2 separate regions of the Anser cygnoides genome follow, and region 2 is linked to region 1. Evidence: chromatin contacts called from public Hi-C data. All regions are on one chromosome and are shown on one strand. Each heading gives the region's core, a stretch centred on a gene start, on an enhancer-like site or on the middle of the called end of the contact. The rest is flanking DNA. Distances are from core to core; before and after follow the strand shown.

Evidence for each region. A called contact is a pair of places that touch in the nucleus more often than the background predicts.
Region 2: a contact with region 1 is called in a Hi-C map of liver, with 5 times the contacts expected there. The contact joins two enhancer-like sites. A contact is called at or near these places in 2 of 7 Hi-C or Micro-C datasets (both in liver).

The regions. Positions count from the first base shown.
Region 1 is chr4:45,992,394-45,999,891 of Taihu_goose_T2T_genome, reverse strand. No RefSeq gene overlaps it. Among named protein-coding and RNA genes, the nearest start is that of IQCM, 160 kb to the left of the region's middle. Within about 2 kb of position 3,826, at least 2 of the 3 cell types and tissues checked have open chromatin away from gene starts, as enhancers often do. A contact at or near this core is called in liver, where this site is marked.
Region 2 is chr4:46,161,165-46,168,662 of Taihu_goose_T2T_genome, reverse strand. It overlaps LOC136790820 (a long non-coding RNA gene), which reads left to right. Exons shown (of 4, transcript XR_010831516.1): 3 at 7,123-7,257. Among named protein-coding and RNA genes, the nearest start is that of IQCM, 9.2 kb to the right of the region's middle. Within about 2 kb of position 3,197, at least 1 of the 3 cell types and tissues checked has open chromatin away from gene starts, as enhancers often do. A contact at or near this core is called in liver, where this site is marked.

The DNA.
Region 1 (7,498 bases), core at 2,577-5,076:
ATACAGAGAAGCATGAAAATTATATCTCTATTTATTACTTGGCATCTTAGAAAAGAAGACACTAATGACTGTACATTGCACAAGATCGTAAATAATTGTTTTGATGAAATAAATATTAAAATATAAATTTCTAGTAAATATTGTCAAAAGCATCCTTTTCAAACAGTCTGCATTGTTATATTAATTTAACTGTGATTTACAAGATTCTTGACAGATTTTCTTTAAAATATATTAATATTATGTATTTTGCCTTTTCAGATCTATTCCGTATAGATTGCTTTTGACTACTGTGAATTCATTAGCATGATGTAATTTGTATTTAGGGTGTACAAATTATCTCTAGCCTCAGCAGATCTAAATGGAAACAGCGCCATGTAGATCTCAAGGCTATGCTGGAGAGTAATGTTTTTCTGTAACTAAGATTCAAATTCAAGCAGGAGACAGAGCTCCTCTCCACAAAGAGCTATATATGAGCAAGATTAATTGTCTAGTCATATTTTCTCACTCAGGTTATTGTGTTTCTCATCATTAAAGGTTAAACTCAAACCTAAACTGGGGTCCGATCTGCACACATTCCTTGCAGCAGGGCTGTCTCCAGCAGCAGAGAAAACGTGTTGGGGAAGGTGGTGTGGAGAGAGATGCCAAGTTTGTAACAGATAGTGAATATCAAGGTGCTAATCTACAAACAGTTGCTTTCTGTAATTAGTCCAGCTGTAGGCTCATTATACTCCATGCTGAAAGGGTGCTACCTAAAGACACATGGGTGCCCTGTGCTTCGCTTTGGGACCTCTCTGTGCAACAGGGATGTTGCAAGGATGAATGGACCTTGAGAGCAGCCCAGAGTCTCCTCAGCACGAGGAAATGCCACCAGAGGGTGTGTGAAGCCAGGCTAGATTACCCTGCACTCCCTGTCCACATCCCTGCCCTGAGGGACCTGGAGGGACCCCAAATGCCCCGAGTCCTGTTCCTGGGATGCAGATGTCTGGTGGTGTTGCATGGAGCACCGACAGCCCCTTGGCTCCCCCACCAGCTAGCTACACAAGTCGCAGACTCAAATATTTTAAGACTGCTATAAAAAATGCCAAAGCCTGTTCTGGCCGGTGGCCAGGCAAGAGCTGGAGTAATAAGAGTGGGAAAATGCCTCCCAGTGACATTTCCCTCAGCTGCCCTCAGCTGCTCCAGGCAGGACTGCTGTGCAGATCCAGGTGGAGGCCAGAGAAGGTGGCAGCCACTGAAAAAAAAAAAAAAAAGAAAAAAAAAAAGAGAAAAGATGTTGGGCTGCTTTGAAATGGTGACTTCATTAAAAAAAAAAAAAAGGCAAATATTTTACTTGGGGATTTATCATGGATGTTTACTTCCATGAGTGGAAAACTGTTTTTCACCTTGTATGGTCATTTATACACTGATGACTGGGTGTGAAACTTCAGCACTTCCCTAAGTCTGACTTGGCAGTACTTTGTGCCAGCCGAGCTCAGAGCGGACGGGGAACACACAGGGGGTGAGAAAGATGAAAATAGAGCCCCTGATGGCTCTTTATTTTATTTATTTATTTATTTATTTATTTATTTTAATAAAAACTCCAGAAAAACTAGTAATCATGAAGTGCTCCTGAACAGGGGAAATGTCCTCCCCTTACAACAGAAGTCAACAGGGCAATCAAAAGGTTATTTAGGTCAAGTCATCAGGAGCCTGAGATGCAAGTGCTTTCTGTTAGCATTAGAAAGAAAAATGATTCATTGTAACATTGGTTCATCCAAACTGAGGTTGTGTTTGTTGTTGTTCTGTTGTGTTGTTTTCTCTTTTTGTTTGTTGGCTATTTTTTTTTTCCTTTAAAGAGAGATTGACAATGTTGAAAGCAGGGCAATTTGGGTTGTGGGTATCTCACACAGTTGGTACTTTCAGTGGTCATGCTAGTTATTACAGAATTTGAGGCCAGAAACAGGCCAAGCTGAGCCCTATCATATAACATGAATGGGGAGACTACCAAGGGAAGTTTAGTTTTCATTGCCCAGGCTAGTACACTTCATTCTTTATAAGGCAAGTCTTTGAGGACTGATTTATTTTAGTAGCACTGGAGAAAACAGTAATTCTTAGTACTGCTACCTCCTTCACTTTTCACTACCCGTGAAGATGCCCATCAATACTTAGCAAGACAAATTATGAATAGGGAAAGGAAAGACTCAGAACAGAGGAAGAGCAGTAAGCAGATGAAAGTACTGTTAAGACAACATTTACTCTGGCTTTCTGGCATCAAGTAAGGAGATCTAACAGAGAGAGAAAATGTGGGCTGCAGACTGAACCCAAGCAATCATTATGGTCTAATACATGAAATGGCTGCTCACGGAAGAACTTATTAGGTATCCAACATGATCCTAGAAGTAGACTCTATGAAATATATCTTTGAAAGGATAGAGTAGACTTAAATGTAAAAGTCCAGTTAATAAAATATAATTTTTGCCAGAGGAATAAAATGAAACAGGAGGATCTTGGGCTGAATTCTTCATCTTTTGGAGATATTGAAGTAACTTTATTCATTATGATGATTGGCTTCTCCCGCTGCTCCAAGGAGCATGATTCCAGACTGGTCTCTTCTGGTCTTGTTATTTGACGAGCATAAAGTGGATGGTGAATCTATTCCAATCTTTAAGTACCATTAACAGGAAGGTTTCAATATCACAGGATAGGTCTAAGCCATATTTAAGAGGAAAGCAATCAGTTTAGAGCCCTCTTAAACCTCTAAGTCATGCAACCAAGGAGCCAATGAAACAGCTGTCGATAGCCAGTGTGCCAAGTGAGACTTGTGGAAAGGAAGGCAAGCAAAGAGGACAGTGATCTTCTCACCCAAAGAATTACTGTAAAAAGTGTTGAGTGGGTGTGAAAGATGAAAGCCCTAGCAGGAGACACGCCTTTTGTACCTTTTTGGCTAAGCTTCTAACAGTGAGCCATGAAGTTGTCATTCATCCCTTGTCAGCTGTAATATGTAAGCCACATGCAAGGCAGCTTCACAGAGCTGAAAGGAGTGCTGCTAGATAGCAGAGTTGCATTTGTAGCCTGCCATCAGGACAGCCAAACGTGCACTGCTGAGGTGTGAATTATGAAAGTTAGTTTCCAAATGGCCAAGGGGCAATAAACATTAATATAAACTAGACATGGGCCCATGCCAAATAACCCCAACTCTCAGGGTGTTTGGATTGCAAACATTTGATTGGGATCCAAGCTTTGCAGCTGGCCTTATCTCTGCAGTGGCCAAGCCAAAACCCCGGGGTTCATGGCCACCTGGCACATTCTGTGATCCAAGGATGCAGTGTCTGATTACCTGCTCCTTTGCCACCTCCAGCAAACAGTCCTTTTTATCAACAATCACTTGTGCTTCCTGTCTTGCTCTGATATCCTTTCCGTGATTTGGTGCTTTTTCTCTCTCATATTTATACTGGAAGTTCCCTGAATAAGGGACAGGCTTTAAATCTGTTTAGAACAACTCTGGGTAGAATTATGCAATATTGTGGAAAATCATCAACGGAAGGCATGGAATCTGAGCATGAACTTTGTACCTTCTGTGCAAGGCTTACAAAGGGCACTAGACTGCTGCGCTTGTGAAAGAGAGGTGGGTAAGCAGTACATTTAATAAACATACCCAATTCAACTTGGAAGACCTGAAATTTTAAAAGACGTATTACAGCTGGTTTGCAGTAGGTGACTACAAAATCCAAGCCAGAAGTCTCCAGCCGTTCCTGGGGTCAAAGACTGGACTCTAACCGTCTGTGTTTATTCTTTCCACCTCAAATCCCACTGACTAAGTGTCAGATGGAGATTGGCAGTCTGGAGATTGCAAGTGTTTTTATTCCCCAGGACATAACGCATAGAGAGGAGAATCACTTCAGTTTGCCAAAATACACTCTTGAGCCCCTCATTTCACCTCCAGCAGCAATAGCCATGGAAGGAGTTGTGTGATCACCCTGTTCTCAGTGGACTTTCTTTTTCTTCCTGGACCTCGGAAAGGAGGGGCTAACTTGGAGGATCTTTCAGAATATCAATAATTGGAACAAAAAATGTGTGCCAGAAGTACCTTTAGGGGGAAAATATTGCCAGTCCTAGTTTCTAACAAATGCCTTTACCCTAAACCAACAACCAGGAAACAATTCACATTTAATAGCTTAGAAAAGTACCTAGGAACTTAGCTCTCAATTCTTCGCTTACATGTAAAGTAATATACATTTGTAGGAGGATATACTATGTGCCACTACATGGGGTATATCAGAAGATACAACAAAAGAAGACAGAACCTCTAAGGTTTGACAAATTACAAAACCTGAAAGTCAGAATTTAGGGGCAGAAAGAAAACACTTTGCCTTGCCCTAACCCTTAAAGCCAGACCTGCATTGTGATCCTAAAATTGCTGAGATTTTTCATGTCTTCTGTAGCAGACATAGTTAGATATGACATAAATATCGAAGAATGATGATTTTTGTTGAATTCTAAGAGGTTAATTAGCATGTTAATTATCAGTAATTAATATATGCAGATACAGACATGAGAAATGGAGACTTTATTGGTATGAAATTTGTCTATTAGCTACACTTCATACTCATCAAATCTAGTGTTTCTGAAGCAGTAAGACTATTGATCTACATTATGGATTCTGCTTGGGTAATTACGATGTGTATTTAATATCCTTATCTTTAAACAGAACAAGGGGATGCTGAGCTTGCATCTGGAGTTGTCTCAATTTCCTCTTCTAACTTAGTGGTTGAAAAAATAAATGAAATTTTATGATCATTTTTATGATCATTTCAATCCCTGGTTATAACTATCTCCATTTTTAGCTGAACAGGTTTCCTGAGTCTACATTTCTGGCTATTGTAATTATATTCTTGACTCATGATTGCACAAGGAAAAACTTTCTGGACTCCACACTGATAAAATATCTCCAGGGATCTCATCTGAACTTCTAGGAAATCAAAGGTTAATAATACTGACTGAGTTGGAAGGGTGAAATCTTTGGTTTCCGACATTTTGAGAAATAGCTCACTTCACTGATATTTAAACATAGTGCTGTGGCAACTCTTCATGGATTTATATCATATTAGTGTCTATCTTTTCCTTTGTTTTTTTCACTGCCCCCATTGATACAGCTATCATTCCAGACCAAATTTTCTATATAGAGTTTTCTATACAGACCTCCTGAATCATGAGTATGCCTTTCTTTAGATGACTGTTTTTATTAGTTACCAAAATTTTTTGAAACAGTATAGGTCTAAGACATACCTGGGAGTCTAGACCCCTAGGAATACTATAGAAAGTAGATGAAGTTCTGTTCTGTCTAAACCCTACAAGCATCAGGAGCCTGTCAACATAATCAAGACACAGTTCCTTAAAGTGCGAGTGTAGGTATGGATATTACTCCATTAATACTACCCAGCCTTGTCTCCACATTCGTGGAAGTACAGAATATGCCTGGCAACATCTTCATTTATTTGGGGTGGAGTGTTGATGCACTTGTGTTTTCTGCTTGGCTGGGGGTTTGGAGTCTTCTTCTTTTTCAGTTCATATTTTCAGATCTGCCAATGTGTTGTCATCCTCACCTACATCTAGATTGCTGCAGGAACCCCACTTTCATTGCCTGTTCTCACTGTTGACCGCTTTTTAAAAATCTTTTTTTGCTGGAGCAAAGTCAGAGCTGATATGCTTTGCAAGGACTGTCCCAGCACACATATCCCTGACAGTCTCATGAGACTATGGGGCAACCCATCATTTGTGTGGGGGTTAGGAAGAAGGTAAGTTATGGTGCAAATCTAATGTAATGCAGTTTCAACCAGAAACAGACAGCTCCAGGTTTTGCAGTATCACCTACTGAGACCCCAGGAAAGGTTGGAAGGTCAAGCTGTGAGCTGTTTCACTTTCATCTATTTGTGAAGGCCACAAAATTCTTTGTAGACATTTTAACAAATAATGCTTCAGAAATATATTTTCTCTTAACATCCTGCTCCTTTTTACTTCCCAAGTGTAAAAGCCAACAACAACTCAGCACGCATGTTTTAAGTTGAATAAAAAGAGCTGGTAAGAATGCATGTTTCACCCTTCCAGAGGGGTCATTATAAAAGTAGTGAGGTTAAAAATAATGTTAAAGTGATCTGCGAAAAAATGAACTCTTCATTTTTCTGCATCTTTTAAGACATTCTGAAATGTCTCTGCATGAACCCTTGTCTCATCCTCTTTCTTTTCCCTTTGCCCCCACACCCAGCCTCTCCATCTCAGAAAAGGAAAGTTTTTGATACCTCTGACTGTAACAAAATGAAGGGACCCTCTATGCTCTCCCAGCTCCATCTTAAGATGAAGTCAAAGTGCACAATTCCCCTTCTCACTTTTCCCCTTAGCCTCTAGCATGATGGTTACTGCAGTAGGGAAGGAAACCAGGCACCCAACCACAATGGGATTACATTACAGGGATGTTGCAGGATGCACCTCTCTGCTGCTGTAGTCTCCATGAGCCAATATTAATGCAGATCTTCAGTGGATGCCTGAGAATTTGCAGGGCTTTTGAAATGACATTGATGGTGCTTTACCCTTAAAAAGCAAAAGTTATTGGGCATTTAAAGACATCTTTTTTAGCAAACTGTTAACAGCTATTCAAGATTTTCTTTGTCAAAATTGCAGAACACATCCTGAAGTATGTGTAAATGTGTCCATCTTGACCTACTACTGCTGGTGCTGTCCAATGGACTGAGTCATTATCAGTTCAAGATAAGCTGCTGTCAGAGGGAACTGCTAGCAGAACTGTCCTCTCTTAGGAAGATGCTCAACATCATCTTAAAAAAGGTAAGTTCCCTTCAGGTATCTCAGATAAACAGCGAGAACTATAATTCTGCCCAGTCAGGCACTTCTACAACCACTTCACAAACTTAAGGGTCTCTTAGTGTCATATTTTTAAATGCTGAATGCTAAATACCTAGAGAACTCAAAATGAAGAATTCCCCATCCTGAAATTTTAACACGTGGTACAAATCAGTTTAGCAGCAGAGTCAGGTTTTCTGGATTCAAAACGCAGGTTCATTCTCAGTGATGAACTGGTACCTGTTGGCCCTGAAGGCAAGTGGAGACACACCAATGATTTGGTAGCAATCTCCAGGACAGTAAAGGAATGTCAGAGTTGTGGACACTACAGCAATTGAATTATTAATGAACTCATTAGCATAGTTATTACATTTATGTTAATAATCGTACCATCACAATGATTATGATAGTTCTTAATATAGTAAAGAGCATAATTAACAATGATAACTGTTAACATTTATTAGTGCAGTTATAAGCTCTTTGTATATTCTGTGTGGAAGCATGCTCTGGTAGCACCTTCTTACTTTGTCCTCACAGACATTCTCAGTTCTCTTCAGCTTTTTCCCTCCTTGTAGCTACTGTCTTTCCCTTCTCCTGTTTAATCCTTCCCATCTGTTGCCCCAAAAGTCACCCTTATCCCTGACTTTTCCTCTACCCCAGGGAATAG
Region 2 (7,498 bases), core at 1,948-4,447, 170 kb before region 1:
CATAGATACAGCAAAAAGAGTTGAAAATGTCCTTTAGAGTCAGTTGCTTCCAAACTCGGGGGAGAGAGGGCAGGAAATCCTAGGAAAATTTTGGTCAAGGTCACCAGTCAAAGATAATTGGTATCAGATCTCAATAAATCTGCATGCAAGGCACAAAGAATTTTCTTTTGTACAGGTGTCATCAGAAATAAGAGATCCGAATGCTGCTTTTTAAAAATATGTCCTGTACTTGGGTAAGTATTGCCTCTTCATATCTCAAGAGTGCATTGAGAGTACTGGAGCTAAAATGAAAACAATGCAAAAGAAATGTCATAAACCACTGCAGAATATTATCAGTGTGGGTGAAGGATAGCTTATGAGCCATTGTAAATACTTTGCTTAGACCTTACTGTTTTGAGGTTAAATTCCAACTTGAAATGCAAAACTGGTAAAAATATCTGATCTTGATAAACTGAGATCTTTGCAAGTAGCTGTGCAAGATGAGATGATGAAAGGTAAAATGGTATTGGTATAGTTCCTAGTACTGTAGTCTTGATGTCTATAAAGATATGCAATTGTGACAGCTACGCTACATTTCATTATAAGAAACAGCATTTAGATGTTTTTAAGCTGGTCAAAATTCAGAATTTCTGTTCTGACCTTTTATCCTGAATCAAAATAAGAAACTGAAGGGCATAATAAAAAAGATTCCCAAAACTTTCATTTAGAGAATACTGAAAAGACTTTCTAGAAACATTTTATTTCAATAACGTAAACTCTTCAAGGCATATTTATAGTACAGATAGATTTTGATAAAATATTTTGAATTCCTTTGGTAATCATGTTCAATAGAATGTGAAAAAAATCAACAACAATAAAAAAAAAAACAAAGAAATCTGAAAAAAGATTTTATTTTTTTTTTTTAGTTGGATAGGCTGTAAAATCCTATGCTTATAAAAAGTATAAAGTTTTATTTCTGGGGAAGAGATAAGTGACAACTACTTCCCCAGGTGGAAACCTTCCTTTGGGCATTTGGAGTCTTTGTGTGTTTGCCATTTTATGTATCTTAGCTGGCTGTGGGCTGTACATCCTGCTGCTTCTCTGCTGCTCTATGTAAGCAATACTTGAGATACAAGTTGACAAATGAAAGATGTAGGTAAAATTCTGTGCTCTCTAGTAGAGAAATGCATATTTATTTATATATATAAGATTGAATCCATGTGCTTAAGCTCTTTGAAATTACATCAATATAATTAAATTTTGGAGTAGTGACTAGTGTTAGTGAATAATATTAATATGTGCTAGAAAATGTATTTCAAGCATTACACTGTTTTTGCTACCATAAGAAATAAAGCAAAACCAACTATCAAAGAAAACAAATATTCTGTATTGAATAGCAATAAAATAATTAGCCATCACAATAATTCCTAAAATTCCTACACCATTTGGTTTTAGATTGCAAACTTTATCAGTCATTGATATGAATGTTTATACAGATGTTCAGACAAACTATTTTTTAAAATTTCTATATGAAATGAGTCTTTCCTCTTAGTTCTTGTTCCTGTCTGAAGTCCAACCCTTTTTTTCCCCAAAAGAGCTGACCTTAACAGAACACCCTTGACAAGTAAAAGACTGATAACTCTCATTTGTTAGGAATGATCATAGCTACTAAAAAGAAGTCTTTCATATACCCAGAAGCCATGTTCATCTCAGTCCATAGAGTAGCATTGTTGTTTTCAAGCACTGAACACAGGTTCTGAATCAAAACTCAAAAGTTAATGTTGCTTATGTGATATACAAATTTAGCAGCTTAGGTATATTTGCATCTTTTCCGTGTTTATTATAGGATGTTCTTTGGATGCCTTTCAGCTATGTGTTCTCTACATACTAAATGCCTAACTTGACAGCCTGAGCCATCCTCAGAAGCTTTGCAAATAAGGCAGTAATGATTCACTTTGGTTTGTATGATGTTGAAAATGTAAACCACACTGTTGCAGAGCTTGCTGAAATTAGCATAGATTGCAGGATCAGCTTTTCATCCATGCTCCAGGTAGAGGGCAATCAGTGAGACAAGATCTTCTTTTGTTTTGCTGGAAACATGGAAAATAAATGAGACAGACTTGGCCATGTTACTTTCAATGCATTTTGTTCTCAGGCTGATGAACATAACTGATAGAGTATTTCTAGCTCTTACAAAAACAAACAAAAAACCCTACCCCCCACCAAAGATGACAAGAACAACAATCAGTATAAACAGGCTCTTTAAGTAGAATCCTGAACATTCTTCTTGTTGGAGTTGAGGTCTTCTGCCACAGGTAATAAAAATCTCATGCTTGTACTCCTGGCATAGTTGCAGTCAGTCTATAAACTGACTTTAAATAGACCTAGATTGGCGCCCCAAAAGGAGGAGAAATAAGAGATTTAGTGTAAGATTTCATCTACAAGGAGCTGATTCTCTTCTTTCCCTTTCTCTCTCTTTGTGTTTCATATTCATCCGTGAAATGGTTTGGCTGAAATGGGCTTCTTATGGTTTAAGAGAAATATTGGTTTTATTCTTTACATAAAATTGCAAATTTTAAGACTTAAGAGAAACCTTTAAACAAACCTGTTACAGAACATCAAGTCACGGAAATTTCCCCACTTACTTTTTGTAAGTCATCGAAATGTGGCCTTCTATTCAGCTATCAGTCTTTTTTTTTTTTTTCAGTATTTTTAATTTTATGGTTCAGTTGGTTTTTTTTACATACTTTTTTCCTTTCCTGTTATGGGGAGAAACTAGTGATATTCGACTGTATTTCTTAGATGCCACTTTGCTTGTATACTAAAGAAGTAAAAACTACTTCCTCAAGCACAACAGGAAGGAAAGAAGTAGCAGTTTATTTTCTATTTCATTCTGATTTCCAAATAGTACAGACTATCTGATAGTCACAGGACAAGTATTTATCTTGTTGTTCCCCTAGCTTTTCGGGCTGTTTGTTTTGGCTGCTTCTATTCACACATCTATAGATCTTCATTAAATAATAACCAGGTCTCTATCATCAGTCCCCAGTAAAAGTCTTCCTCAACATTTAGTCTAACTAATGGGCAGATTTGTGCGAACGCTGTGTGTTAGGAGGAAAGCTCTGGTTATTATTAAGCTTTAAAAAAGAGCTTAACTGCATTTGAAATGTACTCTAGTAAAAGGATGTTATTGTGCTACAAAGCTTCAATGAGAGCTCACCCAACCCCCTTTTTAGCAATTGCTTCTAAAAAGGCATCTTTTCTTCATTGGAGGGATAAAATGAGGAGGAATCCCCATTTTCTATATCAGGAAAATAATGATTAACCTGATAAGTGATTGACTAATTAATCATCTGAGTAAACTAATTGTTATACACAAGCTATGCCTTATTTTTTCTTCTGTATCTCATGTGAAAAAGCCCATAAAGTGAGCTGTGATGTGAAGACTGTGCTTGTGCCAACATCAGTCTCTTATCAGGAGACTCATCTCTTTAGAAGAGGAATGGATTCTTGTTCCTGGCATCAGAACATGCCAAAAAAAAAGCTATGTAAACTGGATTTTTCTTAACGCCAAACCATTTCTTTTCTGTGAGATCAAAACTTGGGACGTGAGAGTATAGAAGGAAGATTGCAGATAGGAAATGCCTAGGCTTTCATAAATGTTTATTTTACAGTAAATAAGCTTGGGTTTTAAGGAGCCAGCAAGATGAAGTGGCCACTGTATTTGAAATCTGCTCTTTCAGTTTAATTTTGGTTTCTTAACAAATTATCTTTCGAATTCTAGTTCCCCATGTTTTGGCTTAGTTTAGAGACAGATCTCTCTGTGTATGTGTCTGTGTGGGGGTGTATGTATATGTGTATGTACATGTCTGTATGTGTATATTTAAGTCTTGAAAAATGCAAAGCCTGGATCCAAAAACCATTCATGTTAATATCTTTTGGCTTTATATCCATCATTATCTGGAATGTGATTAAATCTTTTACTTCACTGGGCCCAAAGCATGTGTTTAAAGTCAAGCATGTGCTTAAGTGTTTTCCTGAATAAGGATGCTTTCCTGAATGAGAATTTAAAGTGAATGCACTCCAGTAAACATCTTTTTCCATATAATTGTTCTGTGTCTCACCAAAGACTGAGCTTCTGTTAATATATTTGTTTTTCTAGTGGATATAGAAAGAAACATTTGATCACAAAGGTTGAACTCCCATTTTAAATGCCTTATTTCCTTGTAGTTACAGCATGCTACGTTCCACTTGGAGCAAAACTCTATTTCAGGGCTGCAGTAATATCAGAGGAAAAGAGAAATACTCCTTAAAATGAACTTGCATCTCATCATTGGTCAATAAATTTATTAACATCCATGAATATTAGAGATTTGGTTCAGAGGCATCATTATCTACCTTCAGTTATTTTGTGGAGAAACCTTTTTCATTTGTCACCTGTGCAGCCATTTGTAAAATGTTAAAGCTAATATATAGCAAACTCAGCAAAAGAGTGTAGTTTAATGTAGTTTTTAAAGGTAATATGTTTGTGCCTTATTACTAGTTGGATAAATGGCTCTTTAGGATTAATTTATTGTTTGTCTGCAATTGCAGTGGCTGACATTTTTTAAAATGAAGGACAATATTTGTACTGTGAAAAATTAGATGTTTTCAGCAGTCAGTTTTAACCTGCTAATATTTTTGTGGTTGTGATCTAAAAAAACTGGCCATATATTGACTCCTTGTTATGGTAATGCAATTTGTAACGTTAAGAACATAAATAAAAAATCTAGTATCAGTTATCAGGATTCAGAAGGTATATAAGAATACAGATTTCCCCCCGACACCCAGAATCTCTCTGTAATCATTCTTGTATGTATAAGATAATTGCTTGTTATTTTTTATTGCAAATATTTGTTTTCCAGAAAACACATTTGTGATTGTAAATAGTTTGTGCTAGTGAAATGGTTACCCTCATTTAAGGAATAAAAAAGGAAAAGGGGAAAAAAATGAAAAAGAAGTCTTTGAGTCCATTATCTTATTTCTCCTTTAAAATCCTAGTGTTCCCTGTAAGAAATTCAGATATCTTAAGACCTACAATGAAATGCTAACATTGTGGTCTTGAAAACTGACACACAGATTGGAGCCAGACTGCAGAAAAAAAATACTAGTCCAGTGAATCTCAGTTTGTGTTTAAGTAAAGAATTCTAGTTTGCACCTCATTTAGAAGACAAAAAACAACTGAAGTGATTGTGTTCTAAATCTATACATTAAATGGAGGCTTGGGATTTCAGGTTGTCTTGATTTGTCCTTGTATTTATCTTGTTAGTTTTCAGTATGATCTGTATGTATTCTAATTCCCTCCTACACAAACGCTTCCTGGAATGGTGATGGGTGTTTTGTGATGCAAAGCTGTCTCAGTTGCCTCAGCAGTACCTGGATCCCAGAATAGTGGAAAGGTAGGGTATTCTGAAAGATACAAATGGCTTTTCAGGAGTTGAAACAAAGGCAATGCTCCTTTTAAGAGTGTCTGTTTCCTCTCAAATTCAGTTGAAAAGCCTGATTTAAATTTTAAGCAAAATTAGAACCTCCCTAATGCTTTCATTTTTACACTTGCTTTTAGATTTGACATTTCCCCTATTTGCCCAATAGCTGGCATTTTGACGTGTATGTGTGCTCAAGTGTTTGCAAATCTGATTAATGCACAGAGTGCAAAATGTAACTCCTGAACCTTTCAGCAATTGCAGCACAGTTACTTATGGCATGAGAAGAATAGAAAAAGATGTATTTGAGGAGCTACTATAGCATTTTTGATGTCTTTGTAGAGCATCTGTAATAATACTCTTTGAAACTTTTGGTACTGCAACATTGTGTTTAAATTTTAAGGAGCTTAAAATAGAACACTGCTTATCACTTTGTCCAGTGGACCACCAAGCTAGCTGAATAGCTTCCTCGCTGTCTTGACAAAAGTTTCAGGTTGTTTTCAGATGTTAACTATTTTCTCTGCTAGAAAAATTGAATTATGTGTAGCTGCTTGCACAAATAAAAGGCTTTTACGCCAGGGTAGTGGATCTGATCAGGCTGTCTTTATGGTAGGTGGAGTAGATGGGCTTCTTCAGAAAGCAATTGGAGGAATTAATCTCCTTGTGGAGGAGCCTACATCTCTTCATTTACTAGAGAGGACACCTAGGAGATTGGCCTCCTTAGGCGAACCTTAGCTGTTTGGAACCCTGTGCAAAAATGACAAACAGCTGCATGATGGATTGCATTTTTGCCACGATATGCAAGGCTTTGGCAGCCATTAATTCCATTACTACTTTTGCTGATTATTTTCCACTGCAATTGCTTGTTGCTGTTTTCTATTTATATTCTGCTCATTTCACTGGTGCACAAGGTTATACCCAGAACATTCAGCATCTCTGCAAGTGCATTCTTTGCAGAGGTATTAGGGATAGCATTTGATGTTAATCAAAAATGTGCAGATAGGGTTTGTTCTGGAGCCTCAGAGTCAGAGAAATATTTCAGTTTAGTTATATGTATTTTGGGTCAGGCTCATGGTTCTGAAATTTCACTCTGAAAAATACTGGTCATATATTTCATTGTCTGTGAGCATAAAAACTTTAGGCAATTCAGAGTTTTAAAAATAGGCCATGGTGTTACAATATATATGAAATGTATGAACTCTAATTTTTTATAGTTGTTTGCTATTATATGAATGTAATTTATTGTGCCTGCAGCAACCCGAGGACATGCTGGAAAATGAGATGATTCATTTCAAGTGTTTTATCCTAGTGAGCAAAATTTTAATCAGTCAGTTTTTTAATCCCAGTTCTGTTATTGGCACACTGTGTAAACTTGGCAAGGTCACAGAAGGACTCCATTGTAGACACAGTGTTGCATCTCAGCTAAATCAGTACTGCGTATGTTTTAATTTATCTGCATTATAGAATTTTTAAACAGAACTTTAGAAAGGTGCTCTGAGTTATGCTAAAGGTAATCTGGTAACAAATTTTGATGAACGTGAGATTCCTCTTGAGCTATGGTTTCTATTTCCTATGTATTTTTTTTTACTTCACCTTAAAACAAAAATCTCTAATCTAGTATTAAAGACATGAAACAACAACAACAATCACACTGACTACTGTTGTTTTGTCATTCTTACAGGTTTGTCACTACATTGTTCATTGAGCATTGTGAATTGTTCCATCCAGTGAACAGGAACTCTGTGATCCATTTCCTGTACATCAAAGCATCCTTTTTGCTTTTATCAAGAAGATACTACCTTTGAGGATGTGAATGGTAATTCAGGAATATATAATAGTCCAATATCCAAAAATAGCTGAGTATGTCAAATGAATAGTGATGGTATTGTAGAAGATTTTCTAATTGACTTAATTATAATGAGAATGGATATTTCAGAAAATTCTGCCCCCGGTGTGAACAATGCCTTAATTTTAAAAGGGATAAAGAAGTCCAAATGCCATTGACAGTTAATGGAACTAGGGTCCAAAACACACAGCTGACTGCTGAAAATGTGACA